Regions from separate parts of the Mus musculus genome. Here region 2 is linked to region 1. Evidence: chromatin contacts called from public Micro-C data. All regions are on one chromosome and are shown on one strand. The core of a region is the stretch at or near the end of the contact, and the rest is flanking DNA. Distances in the headings are between cores, read along the strand shown.

Region 1 (7,747 bases), core at 1,000-3,499:
AAACATGAAGGTGGCTGGTTACACACATGGCTTTACTCTTTTAAGTAACCTAGCAATGCCTTATTACTTTTAAATGGAGCTCCTTACTAATGTGTGTTCATAAACACACACATACACATACACACATGTGTTTTCTGTTTCTTTGCCCTCACAGCCTCTTACCTCAGCCTCTCAAATGTTGGGATTACAGGTGTGCACACCATCTCTGGCTTGAGGCTTTTTTTTTTTTTTTTTTTTTTTTTTTTTTGCTTTTGCGCAGAGGGACACCTGAGTAACACCCTCACTGGGGAAGGCATCCAGGGCGAGGTATTTTCTAGAAGGAAAAGAGACTCTGGTGGCCAACATCCCTGGTGTCAGATTTAGTACCAGGGTGTGACCGAGGTCTGACTGCCCATCTCTGTGGGGGTTGCATTCTTCCTGGCTGTGACTGACCCCTCTGTGAGGACATTCTGAATGCCCCCACCCCTTTCTGAGGGAAAGCTGAATTCTTTCCTCTCATTGGCTTGGCTGACCACATGACCTCTTTGGGCCGATGGGAAGAGAGCAGAGTGATGCATACCACTTCCCAATCAAACCTTAAGCACCAATGTGGTTTTCTACTTATGTCATTAACCCATGACCTTGAGGCAGGAGCTAGGGCCTGGGCTGTTTCTTCAACATGACCCTCAGGATAAGACAAAAACAAAAGTCACAGTTGATTTCACATCTTAAGTAACTGACCATGATATTTTACTTGCACTAATCCCCCCAAATTCTGGGGTTGTCTCTACAGCCTCACCTCATGAAAGCTGACAAAGATTGGGAAAGGGTGCTGGGTTAGGCTTGGTCACAAAGTCCTGCATGGATCCAGGATGACGTCACCTGCTCCACAGCAGCCTCCAGGTTTGATCCGGTTTGAGCTGGATCTAACACTAGCTGGTTAAAACAAAACTCTGACTGTTATTACAAGAATCGGGATGTGTCACAAGCACAGTGGCTCCCCTGACTTTACTAGTGGTGATGTCAGGTGTCATTTTGCAACCTGTAACAGAGTCCTAAGTAACATCTTACTTCTAAAATCCAGCATAAAGATGAGGAAATTCACTGAGTTATTTGGAAAACAAAAAACAAAAAAACAATAACCAAAAAACCCTACACGCCCCATCACAAGGAAATATTGCATACATCACTCTGTATGGTAGACATTTGAAGTCATTAAAAGTCAAGTTACTGAGCTGGGGAGATGGCCTGTTGTGCCATACAAGTGTGGGCCTGCACTTAGCACCCCAGGACCCCTATAGGGAAGGAAGCCAGGTATCGTAGTACATGTTAGTAATGCCGGTGCTCCTGTGGGGAAATGGGAGGCATGTGTATATGTCTTGAGTCACACGAGCACAGGAACTTGCACATATGCACACCTATCACATGCCCTCCCCTCACACACAAATGAAATAGCTAGCTGTGTAATGACACAGGGCAGATGTTTCCATAACCATGAGAGATAACCATGACAAGGAGCTACAGACATGTGCCAGGCTGAACTTATGTAGCAGGTTAGGGGCCATGCAAGCTCATAGTTTTCTTGTTTTTTTAAAACTTACATTATGTGAGCAAGTATTTCACCTCGGTTATCAGGTACATACATAAGTATAAAAAAGACCAGGGGATTTCTGCCAGGCATGGTGATGCACACCTATACTCCCAGCTTTTGGGAAACAGAGATAGGCAGATCTCCATGGGTCTTAGCCAGCCTGATCTACATAGGTCAACTAGGGCTATGTAGTTAGACTCTATCTCAAAACCAAACAAAACTTGAAAACAATCAATCAACAACAACGGGGGGGGGGGGGGGGGTGAGAGGTGGGGAAACCAACCAACCAACCAACCAACCACCAAACAAACAAAACAAGACAAGGAAAAACAAGCCCAACCTTCCGGTTTTCGGGCTAACCTGTTTGTCTCTGCATTTACAAAGTTTTGCAATTGTCCTGCTATGAGTGTGTAGTACTTCAGTCATCACAAACAAGCAATTGCCATTTAAAAGTCTTGAGCGGTCACTTCTAGGCCTGTGCCTCCCGGCTGGGCCACCCAGGGGCCTTAACTGGGCCTCCTGGTCTAAGAATAAGCTTGTGTGTTTAATTAGGTCACTCTCCCGCCGACCTAGAATCTCTCTCTTCTCAGGGCTTAGTGTGGGCTGCCAGAACCCGGAGGAGCCCTTGCAGGTCCTTTGAGGCTGTGACAGGCAGGCGCCACTGTGGTGCTGCCTGCCTGTAGCTTCCTGTGAATTTGAGAAACTTGTCAACTGTCCCCGGGCGGGGCTGTCACCCTCTTGCCTCTCTAGCACATCCTCTTTAAAAATTAATTTAGCCTGCTTTGTTGAAGAGAGAGTGAAGGCGGATGAAGTCAACATCAAAACCACACGGGACCGAGAATAATTCACTAATTCATAGTCCCGAGGTGGCAGGCAACTATTGTTAATTGTTCCTGCTCCCTTCCTGGTGTGTCCTGTGTCACATACATTCAGACCTTGGCATCTGAGTAGTTGGAAGAGGCGACTTCTCAGAAGTTGCTCTGCCTGGGCACCAAAAAAAAAAAAAGAAAAAAAGAAAAAAAAAAACCTCCTGGAGGAAACATTCGGTGGGGTGAGGGAGCAGCATGGCCAGGGGTTCCCGACACAGGGCCTTGTGTGTTGAAAGCAGGGATGCTTCTTATTCCGTTTCTCTAAAATCATCATTCCGTGTGCCACTGTAATAGTGTGGGACATGGTGTGTGTACACATGTGTCCATAAGGAGACTGCGCACACGCACAAGCTGTGTGTGTGTGTCTGCTGGGCACTGTGCATGTGAGTGCAGGTGCCCGAGGAAGCCAGAAGAGGGCGTTGGATTCCCCCGAAGCTGGCGTTACAGGCGGTGAGCCACCCACTACAGGTACTGAATACTGAACTCCTTCCTGCCCTGGGCTCCTCTGGAAGAGCAGTACATATTGTTAACCACTGAGCCGTCTCTCCGGCACCTCTTGTAACACTTCTGTTTGGAAGTCCTTCTTTTAGCCTCTTGGCTGCTCTCTAAGAGTCCTGGTTCTCTTTCTTGGCGGAGGCTCCAGCAAGGGAAGCTTTTCCACGGAGCTGCGTCCCTTGACCCCTTACCCCGCCCAGAGTCCCACTGCTACCAATGACATCTGAGACTTCCACTTGGCTGCTCTGCAGGGTTCGTCCCTGCTCTGGGGCTCGGCTCAGCATTTCTCCAGTTCTTCTCCTGGCTTCCTGCCTGATCCCCCAGAGCTTCCTCTGTGGGCTTCTGCTTTGACTCCACGCCTCCCCGTTAATCCCAGGCTTCTCCATCCTCAGCTCTCGGACCTCCTCTCTTCATTTCACTCCAGCCATCTTCCTGTTGCTGAGTCTAGCTGTCAAGGACGCGGATACAAGATCCCTTAGTTCAGCGGCAAGCTCTGACCGGCCGCCATCTATCTACATTAGTTGGTTTTTTTTTTTTTTTTTAATTAAAGATTTATTTATTTATTTATTTTATATATGTGAGTGCACTGTTTCTGTCTTCAGACACACTAGAAGGATCCCATTACAGATGTTTGTGAGCTGCTATGTGGTTGCTGGGAACTGAACCCAGGACCTCTGGTAGAGCAGAACTGCTGAGCCATCTCTTCAGCCCGAGGTTTTTTTTTGTTTTGTTTTGTTTTGTTTGTTTATTTGTTTTTCCTTTCTATATTCGCGTAGTGGGTGAGTATTCATCCATCCATTGACTACAGTGGCTGTTGTTCTGGGTCCCGCCAAGGGTATGATTGCATACATACAGTAAATCATATTACTCTCACACTTAGAAAACATGGGCTTCTGAGGCATGTCTGGCAGCTGTGTTTCAGATTAGGGATGACAGACCAGCAACTCCCACATCTGTCCTGACCTGAGTCTTCCCAGTTTATGAGTAGTACTACAGCTAACTCTCACCTTTCAACACTCAAAGTAGAAGAGCCGCTGAGCGAGACTGCAGGAGCCTGCCTGATGAGGCCCCTGGATGGGCAGCCAGCCAGGAACTAATTTGACTAATCAGGACGTGGAGAGTCCAGAGCAGGAAGTGTCTGGAATGCTAGAGAAGGTGAGCAGGTGACAGAACACCCCAGCCACCCCACCCCACCCAGTGACACTGAAATAGCTAGCTAGCTCCTCGTGAGTAGGTAGCACCTGTCTAGAAGAGAGAATCTTATTTTTAAGTAGTTGGGCGTACTACCTAGATTAGTCCTTTTGCACAAGGGGGTGGGGTGGGCACAGCGAGGGGTCTATGGGGGGGGTTGTCGGTGTATTCGAATGTTGATTTCCATATCTGGAGATCAGGATGTCAAGGGATTTTAGTATTGTCATTATTATGAAGCATTTTCTGACTATTGTTTTGTAAAACATTGTTCTTCTCCACCTCTGATTGCTTAATAGAGAGCCAATCATCCTATAGCTGGGGGGGGGGGGGAGTTAAGGTGGGGCTTCTGATTTCAGTGAGGGGTCCTGGGTAGAGAATGGCCAGGGGAGGTGGCCAGGAGAGAATCAATATAAGGACATGGGTGGAGCAGGACCTGCCAGGGCAAAACTAAGATGGCAGGCACGGGGCACATGGCTGGCAGCATAGCCAGGTTGAAATAGATGAGTATCTGTCCAGGTGTGATGCTTTAAGATTATTAATAAATATATCAGGTCTCCATGTCATTATTCAGATACAAGGAAGGATGTAAAAAGCCCTGGCCTTTTACAGGGGCTGCTTCTCCAGAAGTCAGAGACTCACAGTAAATTACCACTTCTGCCCCAGGGGGCAGAATAGGGAGGTCACACCCATGCATTCCCGCCTGGTGCAGCGTTGGCCCTGGAAAACCTTTCAGTTCACTACCAGGGCAGTGGTAGACAGCCTTCATGGACTGTGGACAGAAGGATGACGGGTAATGCTGTGATTCAGTTTTGACTCAGCTCCTAGCCCAGGCTGGGCATGAGGCGAATGCTCCACGATTCTGTCTCACTACAGTGACCTCTGTGTAGGACTTGACGTTTCCATGTCCTCCGAGTTTCTCTGCTCTAGCCTGTGTTTGTCTGACTTGGGTCCCAACCTGTGTATCTCTATATTCACTCCCGGCCCCCCCCAACCCCCCAGTTGCTTTGTGTTGTGTTTGTGAGGTTCTGGAAATCACACCCAGGACCGTACACACCCTTAAGGTTTCTACCATAGGACCGCGTCTTCAGCCTGGTTCCCAGGTCTTGAAGGTTGCAGTGAGGAAAGTTGTGGGTGCTTGTTGAGGAGGTCCCCTTGCTCGGGCGCTCAAATTATCCCCTGTCTAGATCTCAGTAGAACTGATGCCCACACCCCTCTCCCCCTGGTTAGAGCCTTCACATGGGCCTCACACGTCTCTCAAACACGAGACGTAACCGCTCCTGTGCCCTCTGCCAGTTGTGACTCTCAGGCTCTTGCGCAGAGCGGCACAGCTGCTGAGCTGTGTGGCCCCTCTGGTTTTCCAGATGGAGTAGCAGAGCATCTCCTCGGCAGTCAGTTTCAACTAAAGAAGGAGCCCCGAAGAGTCTTGATTTTCTTTTCTTCTTTTTGAAACAGACACTCGTATAGCCTAGGTTAGCCTCAGACTTGCTATGAAACTGGAGGATGACCTTGAACTACTTAAACCTCCTGCCTCCACCTCCCAAATGCTGGGAGCATGTGCCAACATGCCCAGCTGAGAACCTTGCTTTGATGGTACAGCACAGTGGAGAGCCCTTGGCCTTTGGCTCCTCAGCACCCAAACTTGTGCTCTCTTTTGACTGTCAGAATGGGCTGTGTGGTTGGTATGCTTGTTCTTGGCTCCCTTCTTAACTCTTCCAGTAACTGCAGATTTTCCACTGGTTCTAGCCTGAGCTCAATGGGCAGGGACTGGCACACCTTCTTCCTATCCCGGGCCCAATATGCCCTGCCTCCCATATTCTCACATGCACACAGATCCACCCTCACACACACCCTCATACACGCATACATACACCCTCATACACGCAAGCGCCTACACTCACCTCACATAACTCCCTAGCAGCTTCCGCTGTTGCCGCTGTTGACATGGAAGGAGCAGAGTTCTTGGGAATGTCCTAATCTCTCACCCGAAAATTCTCCCTACTCCCCACCCAAGTAAGGGAAGCAGCCTTTGTCCTGGGAAGGGCAGAGCTATTTCTGGGGCTTAGTGTTCCACACCTTCCCTAGCAAATGGAGTTTACCCTCTGGCCACAGTCTAGTCAAGGTCCCTCATCAGCATACCTATTGGCAATGCACCAAATCTGAGTGAAGAAGGCTCCTGAACCTAGAACCCCAGTGGGCTCTGGTGGCCTGGCCATTGCCTCAGCCCATCCTCGGCTGGGTCCTAAGGTCCACTTCTTTCATACCTGCTAGTATTGCCTGATTATCGAGTATGTGAAAACAGAAACCCTGTTTTCTTAAGGACCTTATCTCAGACTCGTCTGTTATAAAGATTTCTGATATACAGCCTGTGTCCCTGTCTAGCAACTGACTCTAGAGTCACACCAGAGGGTTTCCCCAAGTTCAAAGGGGCTAGAAGGCCCCTCCAGCCCTGGGGCATGGGTCCCATGCTGTCATAGCCAGACTGCGGTGATCTAGGGTGAGGTGGAAGGTAAGACACTTGCCTGCTCTGCTGACCTCTCTGAGTGCAGGTATTCAGGAGTACAAAGCCACTGCAGGCTTGACTTGGACACTTGTATTTGTGTATGTGTTGTACACTTGTGTGTGAGTGTGTGCATGTGTGTGTGTATGTGTTGTACACTTGTGTGTGAGTGTGTGCATGTGTGTGTGTATGTTAATATGTGAAAGCCCGACATCAGCACCAAATATCTTCATATCTTCTTTCCTTCTTCCCTTCCTCCCTTCCTTCCTTCCTTCCTTCCTTCCTTCCTTCCTTCCTTCCTTCCTTCCTTTCCTTCTTTCCTCCTTTTTTTTGAAACAGTCTCTCCATGTAGCTTTGGCTGTCCTGGAACTCCTTATGTAGACCAGGGTGGTCTTGAATTCACAGAGATCCACTGGCTCCTGAGTGCTTACTCAGAGTCTCCTGAGTGCTGGGATTAAAGGCATGTGCCATCACATGGAGCTTTGCTTTTCAAACACGGTTGGCATCTCACTGAACATGGAACGTACTGATTGGCTAGACTCGCTGGCCAGCAAGCCTCAGAGATTCTCCTGTCTCTGTGGTGCCCTCCTGACCTGCAGGGCTCCGGCTACAGACGCACACCACTAATTCTGGCATTTTATGTGGGATCTGGGGATCTGAACTCAGGTCTTTACTGACAGAGTCATCACTCCCAACTTTGATACTTCTTTTAAAAAATAAAAAATTAGGGCTGGAGAGATGGCTCAGCGGTTAAGAGCACTGATTGCTCTTCCAGAGGTACTGAGTTCAATTCCCAGCAACCACATGGGGGGCTCACAACCATCTGTAATGGGATCTGATGCCCTCTTCTGGTGTGTCTGAAGAGAGTGACAATATACTCACATACATAAAATAAATAAATCTTTTAAAAAATTATTAAAAAAATTAAAGAGTAACCTTTATTTTATTTTATATTATATGAATGGGTGTCCTGCCTGTATGTATATATGTGTAATATGTGTCTGAATTGCCTGCAGAGGCCAGGAGAGGGCTTTGTATCCCCTGGGACTAGAGTTACAACTGGTTGTGTGTTACCATGGGGATGCTGGGGATCAGACCTGGGTCCTCTGGAAGCCAACCAGAGCT
Region 2 (6,801 bases), core at 3,075-5,574, 340 kb after region 1:
ATAATCCCAGCTCCTGGGAAGTGGAAGCAGGAGAATTAAAAGTTCAAGATCATTCTTTGCTATATGATGAGTTTGAAGTTAGTCTAAGCTACAGGAGACTCTCTCTCTCTCTCTCTCTCTCTCTCTCTCTCTCTCTCTCTCTCGTGTGTGTGTGTGTGTGTGTGTGTGTGTGTGTGTGTAAGAGAGAGAGAGAGGGAGAGAGAGAGAGAGAGAGAGCCTATTGGGAATTTCAGCGAATGTTTCTGCCTGCTTAGCTGGCCATCCGCTCTTAGGTTGGGTTACTCAGCCTCCATTACAGACAGATATCTACCCCCTTATTGTCTATATACCTGCAGCAGCTAAGCCTCTGCACGCACATTCTGGGAACACAGGCACCCTCATGTTGGCTGGAAGCACAATCTATGAAGGTAATATGAGTCTGCAGACCATTCAGGTGAGAAGCCTTATTCAGTTTGCCAGCCTTAAGAATGCCCCCAAACAGCTGGGCCTGAGGCCGATGAGCTTTCAAAGTCACTCCCTGGCCATGATTGTATTCAAAGAAAAGCTGAATCCGGGAAGAGAAAAACGCAGCAGAAGATATTGAATGAAATAAAGAAAGAAAAAGGAAAGGCACAGGACTGCTCCTAGGGACGGTGGAGGAGACAGTTTATTGTAGATAAAAGGGATACAGAGCCAGTGGCAGGGACATCTGGGAGAGTCCAGGGTGGACATGACCAGACTGAGCTGGGTCATGTGAGGAGAGTGGGAGGGGAAGGGAGACGGGAGACTGGAAGACAGGGGACCAGGAGGCCCATGGGAGAGTGGACAAAAGACTCAGTAACCAAAATGGTAGGATTATATACTGAAGGGCAGCCAAGCCCCTGGGCTGGAGAGTTTAGGGCAGGGAGCAGGGTATACCAGCCAGGAGGGCCCAGTAACTGGTAGGGACTGAGGGAGGCCTCAAGAACCTGGTGGTTCTGCAGTGTTGAATAAGTGCCTCAGTCATTTGTCTCTTTGAAGCCTAGCAGACACCAACATCCCAGGAAGAGCTCCACCCTTGATTGTGGTTCTGGTAACCTAGAATTGTGCTGGTTCAAGATGCCACAATTTCACCGACCTAAGATGTCTTAGCATCCTATAATCCTGTGGTGCTAAAACTAAACACCACCATAGCGTTCCCTTTTTTTTGGTAAAAGCCATACTTCAGGAAAGGACCTTGTAACCCACAGCACCTAAAGTCCGCAGGCCTATTCTACTTCTAAATGCATAGTCTCTGTCGCTTTCTTTCTTACTCTCCCTCCCCCCTTCCCTCCTTCCCTCCCTCCCTCCCTCCTCTCTCTCCTCCTTCCTTTCCATTCCTCTGCCTGCTCTCTCTCTCCTTTCTCCCTCTCCCTGTCTCTTTCTCTCTCTCCTCCCCTTTCCTCTCACCCATTCCCCACCCCTCCCCTCTGCTCATCTGCACACCCCCTCTACTGCCCCTCCCCCAAGCCTTAGCAGCTACACATTTGCCATCTGCATATAACCCAGTGATTAGCACCTCTAGCTGGAGGGGAGGAGGGGTGTGGACCACGTCTGGATTTAGCCAGTCAGGTAACTCTTAAGTGAAGAAATGCTACAGGAGAAGCCCAGCTTCCCCCAGGAGAGCCTAGTAGGGGAAGAAGGTAGAAGCACACATAACAAGATACATCAAAGAATGTCCCAGACATGCAGATTCACAGACAAGGAAAGGCATGCATGCTGCATGCCGATGTCACAGGCAGCACATGATGCATATGTGTACAGTTCTCACACACATGAGAACAACCATATACAGACACATAACCCATAGTGACATGCAAAATCACAAAGACAGGTCTGGCACATTTGGTATGTGTAAATAGACACTTGTGTCCACACTCATTTGTGAACACATATAAATAAGCTTAGAGACATAGCTACACACTCAGAATCACACACACACACACACACACACACACACACTCCCAGGACAATTGCACTGCATTGACTACAAGCCCTCTAAGTGACAGATGGCAAAAGAGCCACTCTTTTCACCTGCAAGTGGCATTCCTATTTGTTCATTATTCCACAGCCACCATGTACAGTGGCTGACACTGGGCCCTTGGGAGACTCCAGGGTGGTGACACAGTGGCAGGGAGGTGGGGAACAGTTTAGTCAGACCCTGGGAACTCAGAGGCAGCAGTAACACAGGCAGGCCTCGGATTTCTCAGGATTTCTCTGAGCTACGATTGCTGATTGCAGGTAGTGAGTTCCTCCTCAGCAGCTCAGCTTCCCCTCAACCCTGTCTTGCTCTGGACAGGCCCTGCTTCTGTTGTGACGAACACAGCAGCAGATGGGGTCCAAAGCGGGATCTCAGGTGTGACGGACAGTTGGGGCAGAAGGTTAGGAGTGGAGAGCCTAGCGGAAACTAGAGGTGGAGATGGGAATCGTACCAAAAACTCATAGTCTGGTCTGGCTGCCAACCCAGTGGTCTGTCCAGGCAGCCTGTCTCCGCAGACAGCCTGCTAGCTCTGTTGTGCATTGGGTGAGTAGGCTCAGATGAGTTCAGCCTTGACCCAGTATGACAAAGGCTCTTGCTGGTATACGTATTCTCGGAGCAGAGACTTTCCACTCCAAGGGCAGTGGCACTGTACAGGCCCCGTGTGGCTATTGTTCCTCAAAGGCCACTGTCGATGTTCAGCAGAAACTGACAGAGAGGAAGTGGTGTGTGTTGCTCAGGTTTTCCCTTAGACTCAGGGAAGTCCTGTAGCAGGAACTGATACTCCAGTCCTAAAACAGAATGACACCAGAGGGAGGCTTGGACTCCCTGTCTGGGAAGGTAGTGGGAGTTGGACAAGCCAGGCCCAACCTCCCTCAGGATGGAGGGGTCTCAGCCCCTCTGAGAAGCGGTCAGTGCTCTTACAGGCAGAGCCTTCTGCTTTCTGCTCAACTCCATCATCTACTGTCATCGGCTACTTCCTGAGGCTCTACTGTGTGTATGCTCAGCTCAGGTACAAGGGAATAAAGGTGGAATCTACGTGTAGCCTTAATATGAGTGGAGAGTCACCTCAACCTGTAATATGGAACATTAATTACCAGGAAATATGATTACACCCCATCCCACCCACCCCCACCCCAAAAAAGAGGAGCAGGTGAGCAAAGCAAGAGCACAAGTTTAGATAGTGTGGCTGAGGTGGGCATTCCTGAGGAGACTGCATTTGAGTAGAGCAGGAAGAGTTAGAACAAGCAAGGCAGATAACTGGGGAGAGAGGATTGTTGTCAAAGCTGACAGCAAGTGCAGAGGTCCTGAGGCAGGAATGTTCTGGGTGAATCATGTAGAAGCATGGTGTACCATGTGAGACCCTTTTGAACAAGATAAGACTTTCTGATTTCATTTCAAAATATGACGAGGAAGGCTTCTGGGTGGTTTATGAAGAGCATGGTGAACAATTTAAGGAGAAAGGAGCCAGAGAGGATGTGAGGAAGGCAGGTGTCAGAGCAGGGTATGATGCGGGTAGTGTGAATTATAAAGATAGAACCAAGAAGATTGGCTTACATGTGAGGAGGAAGAAAAAGATATGTGTAAAGGGACCCCAAGGCACCATGCCTGAGCTATGCCTTGACCAGAACTAAAATGAAGAAGGGGTTGAAGTGTCTCATGTCACACTCTACTGATTTTTGTGATCTTGTTCTCTCTCTCTCTCTCTCTCTCTCTCTCTCTCCCCTCCTCCCCACTCCAATAATTCTGGATTTCAACGTGGCTTACAGTCCCTCAAGGTCACACAGCTAGAGAGGGCAGACCCAGAAACAAATGAAGGTCTCTCCACCCCTAGGCTATGCGGGCCATCAATGGAAGCTGAGCTGTGTGACATCTGTTGTTTCTTTCCTCAGACCCTGCATGCCCTGACCTATCACAGGCTTGGTCAGCACTGGGACCACAGAAGGATGTGTATATCATTAAGCTGTCATCTTAATGGGCAGGGAGACCCAGAGAGGGTGCTGTGGACGGTCCCAAGCTCTGGACAGAGCCCAGTATTGCAGAGGAGGGGAGATCACACTGCTCACTTTAAAGCCTGCTTCCTGGAGCTTTCAAGTGGTGTGTGTTCCTTGGACAAGCATCTTACATTCTGCCTCAGTTTTCCCACCTGTGGAGTGGGGATAAGATTGTTTCTAGGGGTCCAGGTGAAAGAGTCTCAGGGAGGAGTCAGTATACTGGACTCATTGTGGATTGGGGCTCTCTGTGCGCTTCTATGCGTAGATTAGAAGTGTTTAACAAGGCACTCAGCCTTGGAACCCATGTCTTTTGTTATTCATAGATGTAATGAACGTTCTGCCTGGGCTTGCTGTGGGGAAGGCTCATCTCGGCACAGCTGGGCTGGCTCTGGGTAGAACCAGATCCCCAGAGCCTGAGAACACTGTTCAGGGCCTGACAATGCTTCCCACCCCTGATGAGCTTAGAGGGAGAGTGAGCAAGCTGGGCTAGGGAGCTTGCTTAGCTGCCTGTCTGCTTGCCTGGCGAGTGGTTCAGTCTCTGATTTTCCTGGGAAAGCACTAATTACCTCATGGCTCCCTGGGGGTGTGGTAAATGATCTGTCATAGCCCCGCCCCCGCCCCACCCCCAGCCTGGAAACACAGTTGCCTTCTCATAGGCTGACGGTGTCCTTACCTCTGCCTTTCCCTAAGAAGACAGGACCAGAACAAACTGACCATCTACAGGAAAGCTGGGGCCAGGCTCCTAAACCATTTGTGTCTTGGTTCAAAGTGTGGTCCCCAGACTTGGCGCATCAGCTCCCTGGGACCCCTGTTAAGAATGCAGATTCTCAGACTACCTGGCACCTCCTGAAGTTGGGGTGGGGTTTTGGAACCTATGTCTAACAATCTTTCTAGGGGATCTGAAGTTCACCCATACTGGAAAATCACAGGTGTGGGGGCTGTGGCCAAAGAAGAGATGATTATCAAGCACCCACCGTGGCCGCAGCACAGGCTGGTAGGGAGATACCTGCCTTGCAGTGTGAGTCCTTGTGACTCCTCACCTGTGAGCTGGGACAGAGTACTTTATAAACCTAACACATGCTAATTTTCTATCTACTGCTTATTGTTGAAAGTCCTGAGGCTGCAGTTTTAAGAAAAACAACAGCCAATAAGAACTCATTTAACCCTTACAAGAAACATTTTGGGTAGGGCCCTATCACTGCCCTAATCTACACAGTCCAGTTGGAGGTAACTTACTCCTTGGCTAATCTCAGTATGCTAAACTTTGAGCCATTGGATCTGTCCCCAGAGACAACTGCCGAGCCTCTGGGCTGAGCCAACCCATAGAGAGACGATGAAATGGGATAAAGGTCACAATGCAGACATACCACCGTACACACTAAGAAGGTAAATTTAAATTGGGATGAGGACATTGGGGGAGAAGCTGGGTAACAGGGAACTCTGGCAAGACCACTCTGACAGGCCTAGTAGAAGGGGTGGTTTCAACCTTTGTCTTTCCCTGCTGTAAAATGATGTAGTAATTAGCACTCCTCTCAGGTATGGCAGGACCATGTCACAAGAACAAGACTGCAGGGATTGGAGGGATGGTTCATCAATCAAGGATACTGGCTGTTCTCCCAGAAGATCTGGGTTCAATTCTCAGTACCCTCATGGTAGTTCATAACTGCCTCTAACTCCAGTTTGAGAGGATATGACCTTTCACACAGACATAGACACAGGCGAATATGCACAGGAAATAAAAATAAAGAAATTGTTTATTAAAAAAGAACAAAACTGCAAAGCATAGCAGATGCTGAACAAATAGAAGTATTTTATTGTTTTTTTAAGAATTGAATTCAAAGTTCAAATCTTGACTTCTTGGGGACCGAACAGCTACGTGTCCTACACAAGTCATGACCCCTCTGAGCCTCTGTTTTTATAGCTACAAAATGGGACTAACAGCAGCCACTCCCAGAAAGGGACTGCTGTGAGACCCAAAGTGGCCTACATCAGAGCTAGGCAGTCATATCGCTCACTCTCTGCTTCCAGCCTGCTCAGTGGCTTTCCCTCCAGGACAGGCGGCCTGCGGTCCAAGCTGCCCCCGGGGTCTGTGGTACTTTTATTTTTAATCGTTCTGGCTTCAGAGCTGAGGTCTCTAACTGTAAATGGTTCCTCTTGCCCTGTAAAAATAGGTCCTTGGCAGCTTGAGCCTCCTGAAGATACCACACAAAGGCAGCCAGGCAGGCTGGCCTGCTGATGCCAGCCCAGGGCTATGGGAATCAGGAGCAAGGATGGGCAAGGCTACATCAGTAGTACTGTGACTCTGCAGGCCCCAGCATGCCTGGCAGAGTGGCCCTGGTCAAGTCAATGTCTGTCTGGCCTTGTTCCCAGCATCTAGAAACATGGTGGGGTGTTTGGGGCCTCAAGGAGAAAGCATAGATCTTATGGCCTGGCACATACCAAAAATGCATTTGTTGCCCTTACAGAGGTCAAAACCTCCTGAGATTGCAATCATGTCCTGGCCATTAGTAGGGGAGAAGGAGGAGGAGAAAAAGAAGGAGGAGGAGGAAGAAGGAGGAGGAGGAGGAGGAAGAGGAGGAAGAAGAAGAAGAAGAAGAAGAAGAAGAAGAAGAAGAAGAAGAAGAAGAAGAAGAAGAAGAAAGAAGGAAGAAGAAGAAGAAGAAGAAAAAGCCCCTTATTGTTTAAGCCAAATAGCCTCATATAAAAGGATTCCCTGGCTGCTGAGTGAGGAATGGACAGGAGGGAGGGAAGAAATGGGTACTAGGTGAGAGTGTACACATATCTCCCATCTTGTAACTACACGGCCCCTCTTGATGGGTCAGGCCCTTGGCC

What was found. A called contact is a pair of places that touch in the nucleus more often than the background predicts.
Region 2: a contact with region 1 is called in a Micro-C map of embryonic stem cells, with 4 times the contacts expected there. The contact joins two enhancer-like sites. A contact is called at or near these places in 1 of 484 Hi-C or Micro-C datasets (embryonic stem cells) and 1 of 115 datasets of contacts at active chromatin or transcription factors (bone marrow-derived macrophages).

The regions. Positions count from the first base shown.
Region 1 is chr2:129,241,797-129,249,543 of GRCm38.p6, forward strand. No RefSeq gene overlaps it. Among named protein-coding and RNA genes, the nearest start is that of A730036I17Rik, 27 kb to the left of the region's middle. Within about 2 kb of position 2,250, at least 85 of the 459 cell types and tissues checked have an H3K27ac peak or open chromatin away from gene starts, as enhancers often do. A contact at or near this core is called in embryonic stem cells, where this site is marked.
Region 2 is chr2:129,583,622-129,590,422 of GRCm38.p6, forward strand. No RefSeq gene overlaps it. Among named protein-coding and RNA genes, the nearest start is that of Sirpa, 5.8 kb to the right of the region's middle. Within about 2 kb of position 4,325, at least 82 of the 459 cell types and tissues checked have an H3K27ac peak or open chromatin away from gene starts, as enhancers often do. A contact at or near this core is called in embryonic stem cells, where this site is marked.